Regions from separate parts of the Mus musculus genome. Here region 2 is linked to region 1. A link is a contact called in public Hi-C data. All regions are on one chromosome and are shown on one strand. Each heading gives the region's core, a stretch centred on a gene start, on an enhancer-like site or on the middle of the called end of the contact. The rest is flanking DNA. Distances are from core to core; before and after follow the strand shown.

Region 1 (6,899 bases), core at 3,131-5,630:
TTGGTATTATTGTTAATCCAGTTTTATTTGTTTTTTGAACATATTCCTGCTCACTGTGGGGAGGAGGAGTGTGGTACAAGCTGTCAGTAATGCCTGTGAACTGTGTTTCACTCAGGACTGTAACTCGAAGAGCCTTCCTTCTCTCATTCCACAATACTCCTCTCCAGAAAAGCCTGGAGTGGCTTCATCTTGAGACTTCAGTCCTCTCTAGTCTGCAGCTAGGTCTAGGTAGGAAGTATGTTAGGGCCCCACACTCACATGTTATTGGCCTAAGCTCTTGGCAAATGTTTTTGTGCCATTTGCTTTGTCTCCAACCACTCTTATTTGGAACACAGATCTCCCATTTAGAGTCTGCCCATTTGTTTCCTCCTAAGCATACCTACCCTAATGGCTATCTTATGATCTGCCCTTTCCTTCCACTAGCAGGCTGTCAATGCCAACGTAGTGCTATTCACTTCTCTTGGCAATGACTCCTTTCATCCTTTGATGCACCCTGCTGATAAGCAACAATTGCAAATATTACTGATCTTACACAGGACTCAGCGAACACTCCTGTCAGCTTCAGCAGACAGCTCTAAGGCACCACATCACTCTAAGCTCTTGTGCAACTACAAAGCCCAGAACAACCAGACTCCTTTGATGCTTCATAGGGTGTGGAGGTTTGAATATGCTTGGTCTATGAGAAGTGGTACTATTGGGAGGTGTGGCCTTGTTGGAATAGGTGTGGCTTTGTTGGAGGAAGTGTATCGGTGAGCTTTGAGGGCTCCTAGAGCCCAGGCCCCACCCATTGATAAAAAAGAGCTTCTTCCTAGCTGCTTGGGGATTCCAGTCTCTCCTGGTTGCTTTCAGATCAACTTTCAGCTCCTTCTCCAGCACCATGTCTGCCTGCATGCTGTCATGCTTCTTGCTATGATGAAATTCTAAACTGTAAGCCAGCCCCAGTTAAATGTTTGCCTTTATAAGAGTTGCCTTGGTCATGGTGTCTCTTCATAGGAGTGGAAACACTACCTAAGACCTGTGGTCTGCAACAAGTCTGCTAGTTTGCAACTAACTCTTTAAACTTATTAATGATAAGAACATGGGGGCTGGTGAGATGGCTCAGTGGGTAAGAGCACCCGACAGCTCTTCCGAAGGTCCGGAGTTCAAATCCCAGCAACTACATGGTGGCTCACAACCATCCATAATGAAATTGACTCCCTCTTCTGGAGTGTCTGAGGACAGCAACAGTGTACTTACATATAATAAATAAATAAATAAAATCTTTAAAAAAAATGGCCATCTTTAACATGTCAGTTTGATTTACAAATATCAAAGTTAACATAGTGTTTAAAAAAAAAATGTGGGCAAGTTATTTGAACAATGTGTGCCTGGGCTCTCTAACCAGTAGAATGAGCATAGAGACTACCTATGTAATATGGTGGCTTTGAGGCTTAAGTTGTATACATAAAGTTCTTAGGACAGTGTTTGATGTGTGGAAAAACAATGGCCAAGTGGTAGCTTGTAGAGAGTAGTGCTCATAAATGCACAATTGTGAACCATAGAAAGCCCTAAATAGCATACATCTAAACTTAATATCCAACTATAGATCAAAATAAATGTATTATATTATTTACATTATTCTTCTTAAGTTTAAAAGAAGTTACACAGAGCTGAAGGGGACTGAAGCCCCATAGAAGGAACATCGATATGAACTAACCAGTAAACTCAGAGCTCCTTGGATACCACCAACCAAGGAAAACACATGGTGGAACTTGTGGCTCTAGCTGTATATGTAGCAGAGGATTGCCTAGTGGGTCATCAATGGGAGAAGAGGCCCTTGGTCCTGTGAAGGCTCTATGCCCCAGTATAGGGGAATGCCAGGACCAGGAATGGGAGTGGGTGGGTTGGGGAGCAAGGGGAAAGAGGAGGGGATAGGGGATTTTCGGAGGGGAAACTAGGAAAGAGGCTAGCATTTGAAATGTAAATAAAGAAAATATCTAATAATAATAAAAAGAAGTGACACTGAGAATTTATAGTTAAAATGAACTTGGAGATCACACTGACCCAAACTCTATATAGAAAATCATCCAAAGAAAATAAAAATTCTCTAGAGTTGTAAAAACAACATAATCTATGATAGGAGCTATTCTTCTAACCATTTTTAGTAGTTGGTGAATAGTAAGAATGTGTGAAGGATTTCTGTTGTTAGTATTTGTGTGGGTTTGAATAAAAAATGGCCCCATAGATCCATAGGTAGTGGCACTATTAGGGTGTGGCCTTGGAGTGGGTGTGACTTTTTTGGAGGAAGTGCACCAGTAGGTGGCAGTCAAGCCCATCTCAGTGGTGCTTAAGGATTCAGATGTAGAACTCCTAACTCCTTCTCCAGCGCCATGTCTGCCTGGACACCACCATGCTTCCTAGCATGCTCATAATGGACTGAACCTCTGAAACTGTAAGCCAGCACCGATTAAATGTTTCTCTTTATAAGTGTTGTCATGGTCATGGTGTCAGTTCATAACAACAAAACACAAACTAAGACATACTTTTGTTTGTTTCTTAGTTTTTGTTTTGTTTTGTTTTGTTTTGTTTTGTTTTGTTTTGTTTTGTTTTGTTTTGTTTTGTTTTGTTTTGTTTTGTTTTAGGAGACAGCAGCTTACTCCATAGCCAGGACCAGCCTCAGAGTTATGATCCTCTTGCTTCTGCCTTCTGAGTACTTGGGTTACAGGCATGCACCATCATTCCAGGCTCTTGAGTCTGTGCTTTTTAATCTCTGTTTGTTTACTATTTTACAGGGCTTGATAGAATTCTAATCATTCCTGCCCAATAAAATTATCAACTACTACATAGTTTCTAAGACTTAGATAAGCTCGTAGCATTGTCGTAAATTAAAATGATAGTTATTGTTATATAGGCATATTAACTATGTAAGTTTGTGTATATGTTCATGAATGTGTACATGCATATGAAGGGCAAAGACCAATATCAGCTGTTTTTCTCATTTACTCCCTTCCTTAATTTTTGAGACGAGGCGTCTCACCAAATCAAGAGTTCAATGATTTGACTAGACTGAATGGCCAGCAAGCTCCCTGGGATCCCCTATTCCTTCCTCCTGAGAGCAGAGAATACGGGTGTGCACCACACTATATCAATGCTGTTTGACATGGGTTCTAGGGATCAAACTCAAATCTTCATGTTTTCACTTCTGACACTACCAATATGTTCCCCACTCACAGGAGTGGCTGCAGGGACTCCTAACTGGTCAAAGTCTTCAGAACATGTGACTGAGTACTCAGCCATGGACAGTTCAGCCATTCTAACTTTTAGGAAATAGAACAGAAGAGAAGAAAAAAAAATCAAGACCTGGAGTAAGTGGTAGGGCATTGTGGAATGCAGATTCCTGGGTGCTATATGACCATTGAAGATTTTTTTTTTGAAAACTTAGATTTTATTCTCTTTATTGAAGGGAGGGGGATATGTGTTCCAGAGCATACATGTGGAGGTCAGAGGGCAAGTTGTGGGAGTCAATTCTTTCTTTCTACTTTATGGGTTCCAGGTATTAATCTCAGGTCATTAAGCCATGTGGCAGGCGGCTCTACCCACCAAAGTATCTTGTGGGCACATATCATTGCACTCTTAAACTCAACAGCAATAGGAGTACCCTCACAGTACTTCCAAAAGATTGGGCTGCCAACATTTCCGCACAGAGTAGAGAGGCGTACATGAATTGCCTGAGGATCTATAAGCAGTTAATGCCTCTGGAAAGGGAGAGATATTTTCTTCAATGATATAGCCACTGGTAAGATGTCTATGCGCCTGTAAACAACCTTCCCACCTATGCTCCTGTAAGTAACACAGTTGAAACTCACTGAGTCACTGAAACAAACAACAAATCCAAAAAGACATGATAGTAGTAGAGCAACTAGCTGGGAAGAGAATCAGAGGGTAGATATGATTAAAATACATTATAGACTTGTACCAGAATAGAACAATGGAACAATGAAATCACTTCATGGGTACAATTTATATATATATATATATATATATATATATATATATATATATATATATATATATATATATATATATATATCCACTAAGAGAAACAGAAATAGAAACAACTTTATAAAATATCCCATGCCCTTAGAAATGACTATCTCTAATTAGAATTCTCTATCTTTAGTCTGACTAGAAGAGAAATCACAAACACTCTTTCTTTGATTTCCCCCAAAGAAGTGCACTTTTAATTTCATTCCATCCAGTAACTGGTATAACATGCTGTTCATTCCTATTATAAACTCAAGAAAGCAAGAAACCATTCTTTTGATTTCCTCATAGGTTTACCCCAGCCACAAAATAGGATCTTTGTCTGGCCTCCCTCTGCAGGCACGCCCTCCAAAAAGAGGATATTTAGCTGGCTGTAAGAGACAGGGCTCCTGCCCCTTTGACCACATGAACCTCAAGAAAACAACTCTTGCATTAAAGACCAAGAAATTGGAATCCTGTCTCTCTGCCTGTGGCTGCATGTAGCCAGCTGGCACCCTTGAAGGTCTGAAGCATCTCTCTGTAGATGAACTCTATCTGCAGGTAAGTTCCAAAGTGAAGCAGGATTTAGAAAGGAAATCATGAGATTTTTGTCTTTGGGTCCGAGCCATGTGCACCTATAAAGATAGAGGAATGCAGTGAATTGGGTTTTCTTCATAACCCTCCAGGCAGTTTCTAGGGAATGAAGATTCTAATAAAGTAAGAAACAAGCTTCAAGGAACTTAGAGTGGCATAGAGTTTCCATATGTTCTGCATCTACTTCTGTGACATTATTAAGCTATCAGGTTATAGCCTTTATCTCTATTTGTAGGCTGTGCCATACAAAAATAGAACCTTGGTTTGTCCTGTAGTCTCAGAAACCAGCAAACCCCATAGGTGCTAGTATGTGCTCCTATACTCAGGCGAAGCAAGGCACACAGAATGTTTACTCGGTCTGACTTTTGAACAGGACCTCATTTTGAAAATCAACACCTATAATTTGTTTGGAGTCTGTAAGCTGATTGCTAGCACAGAATGTTCAGTTCTCATGTTCTCCAGTTCTTTTTCACAAGCTTCTAAATAAAAATGTTTTCTTTCTTACTTGCTGTTTTTACTTTCTGGGTGGGGTGTAGAGGCCCTTCCTGTATCTGCTTAAAAAGGAACTTTCCAAATTAGTCTGTCCTATAAATGTACTTTGCTTCCTGCCATACTTGAGTGAGAGTGGGAAGAAACAGGTTCAAGCAGGCTAAATGAATTGTAAAATCCACAGAGTGCATACAACACACCAGGGTCTTATTCAAATGGAGATTCCTGCTTAGGGTGTGAAGTTGTGATTTTACATTACAAAATACTCCCAAAAGTTTTTATGTATCTGACAAAAAAATCATCCTTTGAGTAAGAGGGAAGAGGATGGTTTACTTCACAAATATTCAACACTTTTTAATTATAATACATGCCAAGCACTGGGTTGGGAAACTAATTAGGAATATAACAATATTTACCCTTAAAAGGCCCACAGCTGGGAATGGAGAGATGGCTCAAGTGTTAGAAGTACCAGATCTTTCCAGAGGACCCAGGTTTGATTTCTAGCACCCACATAACAGCTAACAACTGTTTGTAACTCCATTTCAGGATAATGTGATGCCCTCTTCGGGATTTCTTAAGCCTGGGGCAGCAGATGGTGCATATAAATACAGGCAAGACATATAAAATAAAGTAAATTTTTAAAGTCCCCAGTCTAATGTGGAAGCCAACATAACAAATTCTGTGTAAATTCTGTGATCATCATGAGCATAAGAAGATGAATTGTCATTGCATACACTAGCAAGATTGTGCTGATAGGACCCTGATATAGCTGTCTCTAGTGAGACTACGCTGGGGCCTAGCAAACACATAAGTGGATGCTCACAGACAGCTATTGGATGGATCACAGGGCCCCCAATGGAGGAGCTAGAGAAAGTAACCAATGAGCTAAAGAGATCTGCAACCCTGTAGGTGCAACAACATTATGAACTAACCAGTACCCCGGAGCTCTTGACTCTAGCTGCATATGTATCAAAAGATGGCCTAGTAAGCCATCACTGGAAAGAGAGGCCCATTGGACACGCAAGCTTTATATGCCCCAGTACAGGGGAACGCCAGGGCCAAAAAGTGGGAATGGGTGGGTAGGGGAGTGGGGGGGGGGATATGGGGGACTTTTGGGATAGCATTGGAAATGTAAATGAGGAAAATACCTAATTAAAAAAAAGAAGATGAATTGTAGATTGAGATGAGAAATTTGAACGTATACCTCACCAAAGAAGATACAGAGAAGGCAATTAAGCCGCTTAAAGGTGGCCAGGACCACATATCGTGATGGAATTTAAAGTGTAAACAGCCATGAGACATTATCACTAAACATTAGCATGGTGATATTCCAAAACATGACATCACATGTTAGCTAGGAAGCTGGTAGGAATACAAAGTGGTAAAGCTATCATAGCGAGCCATCATAGTGATTATTACAAAAGTAAACACACCTCCAGGCCAACAGTCATCTCCCTTGACTTTTATCCAAATAAAATGAGAGTTCCTTCCTATATAAAGACTTACACACAAATGTTTATAGCACTTCATAATTACCAAAACTTGGAAGCAACTGAGAATTCCTTCAGAAGGAAAATGAATAAACTCTAAGATGTCCCGGCAATGAAATGTTATTCATCCCTGAGAAGAAATAAACTATTAAGCTATGGAAAAACATGAAGGAACACATTACCGCATCAAAGAAGCCAGTATGAAAAGGATACATAAGATATAACTCCAACTATTCTGGAAAATGCAAAGCAATAGATACAATTCATAGATGACACACTCTCAAGGAGTTAAGAGAACAGAAAGGGTAAAGACGTGGAGCATGA
Region 2 (6,264 bases), core at 2,884-5,383, 92 kb before region 1:
AGGTGCTGAGGAAGAGTTGTCTTATCTCCATAGGTCTGAGGCTTTGGAGACATGCCATGGCTGGGAACATGTGAACATGTTCATATCCATACACGCTCAATTACCTAAGCATACGTTCCCAAATAGAACATCTTTACACTAAAAAATGTATACACAAAGCTGGGCAGCAATGGTATACACCTTTAATCCCAGCACTCAGGAAGCAGAGGCAGAAAGATCACTGAGTTTGAGGCTAGCGTGGTATAAAGAGTAAGTTCCAGGGCAGCCAAGACTACACAGAGAAACCATGACTTTAAAGCAAAACAAAACAAAAAACAAAACACAAAAACAAAACAAAACAAACAAAAAATATATGTATACATTTTATATATATATATATATATATATTCCTTTGTTTGAAGAGAATTTCTAAGGCTTTTAATAGTCTGTAGATTTACATGGCCTTATTCTTAGGATACACTTGAGGGCATGGGTACATAAGGCAGAAGTTTTATTCTAGAGAAATTCCTGTTCTCTTTCAATATGGATGGAGTAGACCTCTATCCAACTTGAGAGGTAGGTTTCTTCCCATTCTGAGAAGAGTATTAGCACACATCAGAAGATATTTATACCCTTGACAGAGATAGCATTTAAGTAAAATTTAATTGCCATTTCTTTCCTTAGAATGTGTCCATCCTTTGTACTGGGTGAAGGAAAGGAGGCAGCTTGACTTTACATCTGGCTATCACACAGACAGGACAGACAGGACAGAAAGACAGGACAGACAGGACAGACAGACAGGACAGACAGGACAGACAGGGCAGACAGGACAGACAGGACAGACAGGGCAGACAGGACAGACAGGGCAGACAGGACAGACAGGACAGACAGGACAGACAGGGCAGACAGGGCAGACAGGGCAGACAGGACAGACAGACAGGCCCTCTAACTTCAGGATCATGATCTATTTTTCCCCCAAAGACACAATTAACTAGAACATGTAATGTCTGTCTTTTGAGGTACCATGAATCATAAATTCTCTCAATATTTTTTCCCCTTTGCTTCCAACAACAGAATATTATATTTCCCTGGAATCCACCAGTCATTTTGGTTAGTGTAACTTTACTGAATGCTCATTCTTTCTCTGCTTATGTATATGTAGGTTTGTCTTTAATTATAGAAAAGAGATACAGAAAAGGAAATTTTGTAACTTTATTTATCGTATTGCTATAGCTGCCGTAGCTACTATAGCGTATAAGTGTCCCAGCTATTCATATGTTAAAGAATGATAAGCAAGCAAATTGTGGTTCCAAGAATGTGACCTACTGTCTAGGTGACAATTTTAGGCCTTGTATATGGCATTGTATATGGCTGTGTATATGGATGGCATTTCCAAAGCTGGGGCTGGCAACTCCTTTGACTCTTAGGAAAAGTCTACCATACTGTTACTATACAAGTAACTATACTATACTATACTATACTATACTATACTATACTATACTATACTATACTATACTATACTATACAAGTTCACCCAGTGAGGCAAGCTGAAATATCAATACAGCAGAGAACAAGGCCCTAGTATTAGAAATAATATTTTCACATGCTACATCAAGAGTTCTTCAAGATACCTCCATGGTTATCTGCATGGTCAGTCAACATCACCAGTGAGCTCATGGCAGCTTCAGTCTTTTTATTTCTGTTCTTGAAAAACCTCAAAACTCCAAAATTTGTAAATTAAACTGGAGTGTCTGAGGGTTCCACTGCCTCCTTTTACAGCTCCTTCCAAATATCTGATGAAAAGATGGAGTAGTCGGATGGATAAGATATGGACCTGGCCAAAACTGACTAGAGAAAAAGATGAATCTGAGTACAGGGAGTCTTCTTTGGTCTTTTACCCAAAGTGATTGCACTAAATAAATCTCCTCTGAAAAAAAATAAGTAAATAAGTAAGTAGGTAGTAAACAAACAAACAAATAAGCAAACAAATACATCTTCTCTGCTTTCTTATTTCAATGTGACCTTTATAAAATTTTGCTAACCTCTTCTCATCGGAAACTTAACCAAATATGCCATCTTGTAACATTTTATCTTGTATGAACTTGTTTGTGACGTGACCCAGACCTTCTGTGACGGGCTCAGGTGTTCTCGTTTTCTCTTTCCTGATGACTGATTTCTATTTCTGTTTTGGAACAACCCTCTCACAGAGGAGAAAAATGCCATCCCAAATCCCTTTTCATCTAACAGTGTCTCTTTCTCTCTCTCTCTCTCTCTCTCTCTAACCATCTTTACCAAGAATATATTTAATATCTTTAACTTTTAAAGTTTTTTTTTTCTTTAATTTGATGGTTCCGGTCTCTTTTTTTGTTTCTTACTAAAATAACTATGTCCCAATAACTACACAGAAATCTGTATCTGAGGTGCAAGTAAATACTGTTAGCAGTCCTTGAGATGTTTCTCTTCTCCCTCTCTAGTTGTGGAAGCAGAATAACTTAGTGTGTTCTGGGAGGTCTGGCTCAAAGTCTTACAAAATTAGCATATGAAAAACTAAAATACACTGGAAATTCCTACCCAGCTAAAACCAATCACAGGCTCTGGCTCAGAAGTACCCCAGAGTCTGACCTATAGCTCATTATACCACTAAAATGTACATCTCTAGATAGAGATTCAAGATGCTACTGAGACATGCAAGGCACAGTTATATATGGAACTACATGTAACAGAGAGAGCATGCTTTAAAAAATGGGTGCCATTGCAAATGAGTCCCAAAGCCTTCACTATCTAAACAAGCCCACACGTCCACAGTAAAACAACACAAAACTCTCTGTTCTCTGTGCAGTGAGGTCTTTGAGCTACTGTTTTTTGGCTATTTCTTCCCTTTGCAGGGTGTCATTTCCTAAATAAACTGTCCACGCTCTTGTTAGGAGTAGACATCTGTTCAATTCCACCCATGGAGACAGGAGAACGTTAAGCCTCTTGCTCTAGTTTCCTTTTTTGTTGTTGTGATAAAGCCCTGATCAAAAGCATCTTAGGAAGGAAAGAGCTTACCTCGTTTTATACTTTATATCACCAAGAGAAGCAAAGGCAGGAGCTTGAAGCAGAAACCAAGGACAGATGCTGTTTACTGGTATGCTCTGCTATCTTTTCTCTATAGCCCAGGACGGAACCACCCTCAATAGCAATCAATAAAATGCCCCACTTATATTTAGGTTTGTATCAAGTTAACAAAATATGTGCAATCCTCCAGTGGTTCCGGTCAATCCCTGATATCAATTTCAAGTGCCTATAGAGTATAAGGAAGTAAATAAAATTAAATGGCCCAACAAAAATAAGAAATTTTAGGATCCACACAAAAAGCCCCAAGCACTGCATAGTAGGGAATAGAATTGCCAGCAAACTCAGGGATTGCACTACGATATTGGCATGCGGTAAATATTAATTACTATTGTTAAATATAAGTTTTGGTGAAACTAGTCAATGATCCCAAAATGTCTTTTTTAACTGAATTCTGAGTAATTTTTTCTCAAATTTCTCAATGGAGTATCCAGCCTGGCTTAAAATTTTTGAGACTGTTATCCCTAGAGGAGAAAGTTGGAATTGAGATTCTTCAGTGAAGTATAAAAGGAAATTTAAAAATGAGTTGAACGTATAGACAAAATGGGGGAAGCCATCTCTGGTCTGCCTGCAGTGATGCATGGAGTCACCCTTGATCCTTGTGGGCTCTTCCAGGTTTGCCTTGCTGTCCTCATCTAGATCTCCAGAGCTGCCCTCTAACTCACCTCATGAACTTTTAAGAGATTGTTTATTTGAACTTCTTAACCCTTAGACTCACTTCCTTCTAAGATTCTGCCTTCAATTTCCACTTTGTGTAATAAGTGGTTCTTTTGTGGACTTTCCTGTCACAATCAGACTTGGCAAGTGACTTCATAACTCAGTCAAGGGCAAAGCCCACAGTTCCCAAACTTAGTAAAAAGAGACAAGGGAGTATGTAGCTTCACCATGTAGCTTCCAGATTCCTGCAGTGACACTGTAGATTCCCATATAGGGCTGGGGCTGAGCTACCTTAATCATTGAGTGAGCCCATGTACAAGCAAGGCTAGGGGCTCAGTGTATCTATCACAGTCAAAACTAAGGGCTAAACTCTTACAGAAGAGAAGGAAGGAAGTGTGGGTGGGGCAAGTCTGGAAAAAGCAAATGCGTGGTTCTGGTTCTTTGTTGTCCTTCCTCTAGCTGTTGGATCCCCAGGAAGAAAGGGCCCAGGTGTTTCCTTTGCATATGCTGAATGCAGTAGATTGCTTCAGCCCTTCTGCGCTTGGACCAATTTGCACCTGAATGCAGCTATCCTCTGGACTCATCCCAGTTAGGTTGGTCTACCTGGAACCTTGGCTCCCAATTTTTTTTTCTTTTTTCTTTTTTCTTTTTTCCTTTTTCTTTTTCTTTCTTTCTTCCTTTCTTTTTTTCTTTTTCTTCTGTTTTGGCTTTTCGAGACAGGGTTTCTCTGTATAGCCCTGGCTGTCCTGGAACTCACTCTGTAGACCAGGCTGGCCTCGAACTCAGAGATCCACCTGCCTCTGCCTTCCAAGTGCTGGGATTAAAGTCATGCGCCTGGCCCATCATCCCAATTTTTTAAGAAAAGAGATAATATAAAAATATTCATCTTCTACTGTTCTTGAGCAAAATACATGGGAAAAAGTTATGAAGAAGAAAACACTAAAATATCATTGTGGAATTGTGTTTCTAGTTCAACAAACAAACAAACAGAAAAACTTGTTCCCAAATGCATTATCTGTTAATGGAGACAAATTCTGCAAAACAAATATAGCACTTACTGTCTGATGTGAAGCACGGAGATAAACAAACTTGAGCAAACAATTCCAACACAGCAGCCAATAACTGAATAACATGCGTGTTCAAAGAAAGCAGGTACTGAAAGAGTAGTAAACTCAGTACTCCAAGGTATGCTAATCATAAAACAGATAGTGACATTCCTCCACCCACCCACTTCCTGAGTTCAAGGAGTATTCATTCAAAGAAAGTCACCCTGACCATTCCTGGAAGTTGCAATGCAAATGTGCTATTGTTAGGGGCTCTTAGAAACTGTCTTGAGAGTTAACAATTACCAGGTATTCCTTGTGACACCTGTGACTTTGTACTTCCTTGTGACTCTTATCTGGTATTTTTGGTATTTTCCAACAATGCCCTTCCCACCTCCTTGAGTTGTGGTTTTTTCCTTTAAATACCCCCTTACTCAGCTACTCGGGGCGCCATGGTCCTCTACCCCTGCGTGGTGTATGACCGTGGGCCCGAGAGCGCTCTTGAATAAAAATCCTCTTGCAATTTGCAGCAAGACCGTTTCTTGTGGGTGATTTTGGGGTGTCGCCTCTCCTGAGTCAGAACGTGGGGGAGTCCTCACGTTGTGAGTCCTTCAGTACCATGTGGGAGAATGGAATGCTTTGCAGAAATAGCCTGCTGAAGAAGGAGGTGGTGATCCCAAGATTAAGTATTTCTAAACTGTGAGCCACTGACCTGTATTTTATTTATAAATGCTTTGATTTGCATATACTAAAAGAAGGTATTTTTAAACTAAGTTTAAACAAGTTTCCAGAAGGAGTACTTTTCACTTATGAACGAGAGCTTTTATGTTAAGCTTCTTATGCATTACATATACTCAGAACTGTACTCACCAACGGCAGAATTAGCTCATTTTGAGAACAAGATTCACCACGTTAGCACTCACACAATTTACGCTCTTTCCAAAATAGGCATTGCATCTGGTAAAATGTAGTTGCAATCATTAATATGTAGGCTCAAGGACTTCTATTGTTATATGAACAACATAGAAATGATATGTACACCGCTCTATGAGTTTGTTAAAAATACCACCATTAGATTTTAATCTTCAGACCTTTAAAAACTATTTAAATTTTCTAGTGAAAGGGTATAAAGGGAAATATAGTGAAAACTCCAGAAAACTTTCAAATTACAAGTTTTAATCCATTTTTTTCTTGTTTACTAAGCCAAACATAGTTGGTTTTGTAAAGTTAATAAAAACCTTGCTCCTGGATATCTGTCATTCAGTTGTATCACAGACTTCAAGGCTACCTCTCTGTTGATTTGTCATCTGTTAGAAAGGAAAATAGAAGGAAATAGTTTCTAAGTTTCCTAGCCTGAGCATTAAAAGATTTTCTACACTATTGTTTAGTATCCCTATTTTATCACTCTAAATTATATAGATTCATTATTTTTCTGCTGTTATCATAAACTGTCATGGCCAGAAGCAACCTA

What was found. A called contact is a pair of places that touch in the nucleus more often than the background predicts.
Region 2: a contact with region 1 is called in a Hi-C map of regulatory T cells, with 2.8 times the contacts expected there. The contact joins two enhancer-like sites. A contact is called at or near these places in 1 of 39 promoter capture datasets (the C10 cell line), 3 of 484 Hi-C or Micro-C datasets (cortical neurons, myocytes and regulatory T cells), 3 of 115 datasets of contacts at active chromatin or transcription factors (CD8 T cells, regulatory T cell precursor and thymic regulatory T cells) and 2 of 9 other capture datasets (adipose tissue and liver).

The regions. Positions count from the first base shown.
Region 1 is chr16:45,255,267-45,262,165 of GRCm38.p6, reverse strand. No RefSeq gene overlaps it. Among named protein-coding and RNA genes, the nearest start is that of Btla, 34 kb to the right of the region's middle. Within about 2 kb of position 4,380, at least 30 of the 459 cell types and tissues checked have an H3K27ac peak or open chromatin away from gene starts, as enhancers often do. A contact at or near this core is called in regulatory T cells, where this site is marked.
Region 2 is chr16:45,347,625-45,353,888 of GRCm38.p6, reverse strand. The region is part of intron 1 of Gm30636 (a long non-coding RNA gene); the gene reads left to right. Among named protein-coding and RNA genes, the nearest start is that of Gm30636, 12 kb to the left of the region's middle. Within about 2 kb of position 4,133, at least 30 of the 459 cell types and tissues checked have an H3K27ac peak or open chromatin away from gene starts, as enhancers often do. A contact at or near this core is called in regulatory T cells, where this site is marked.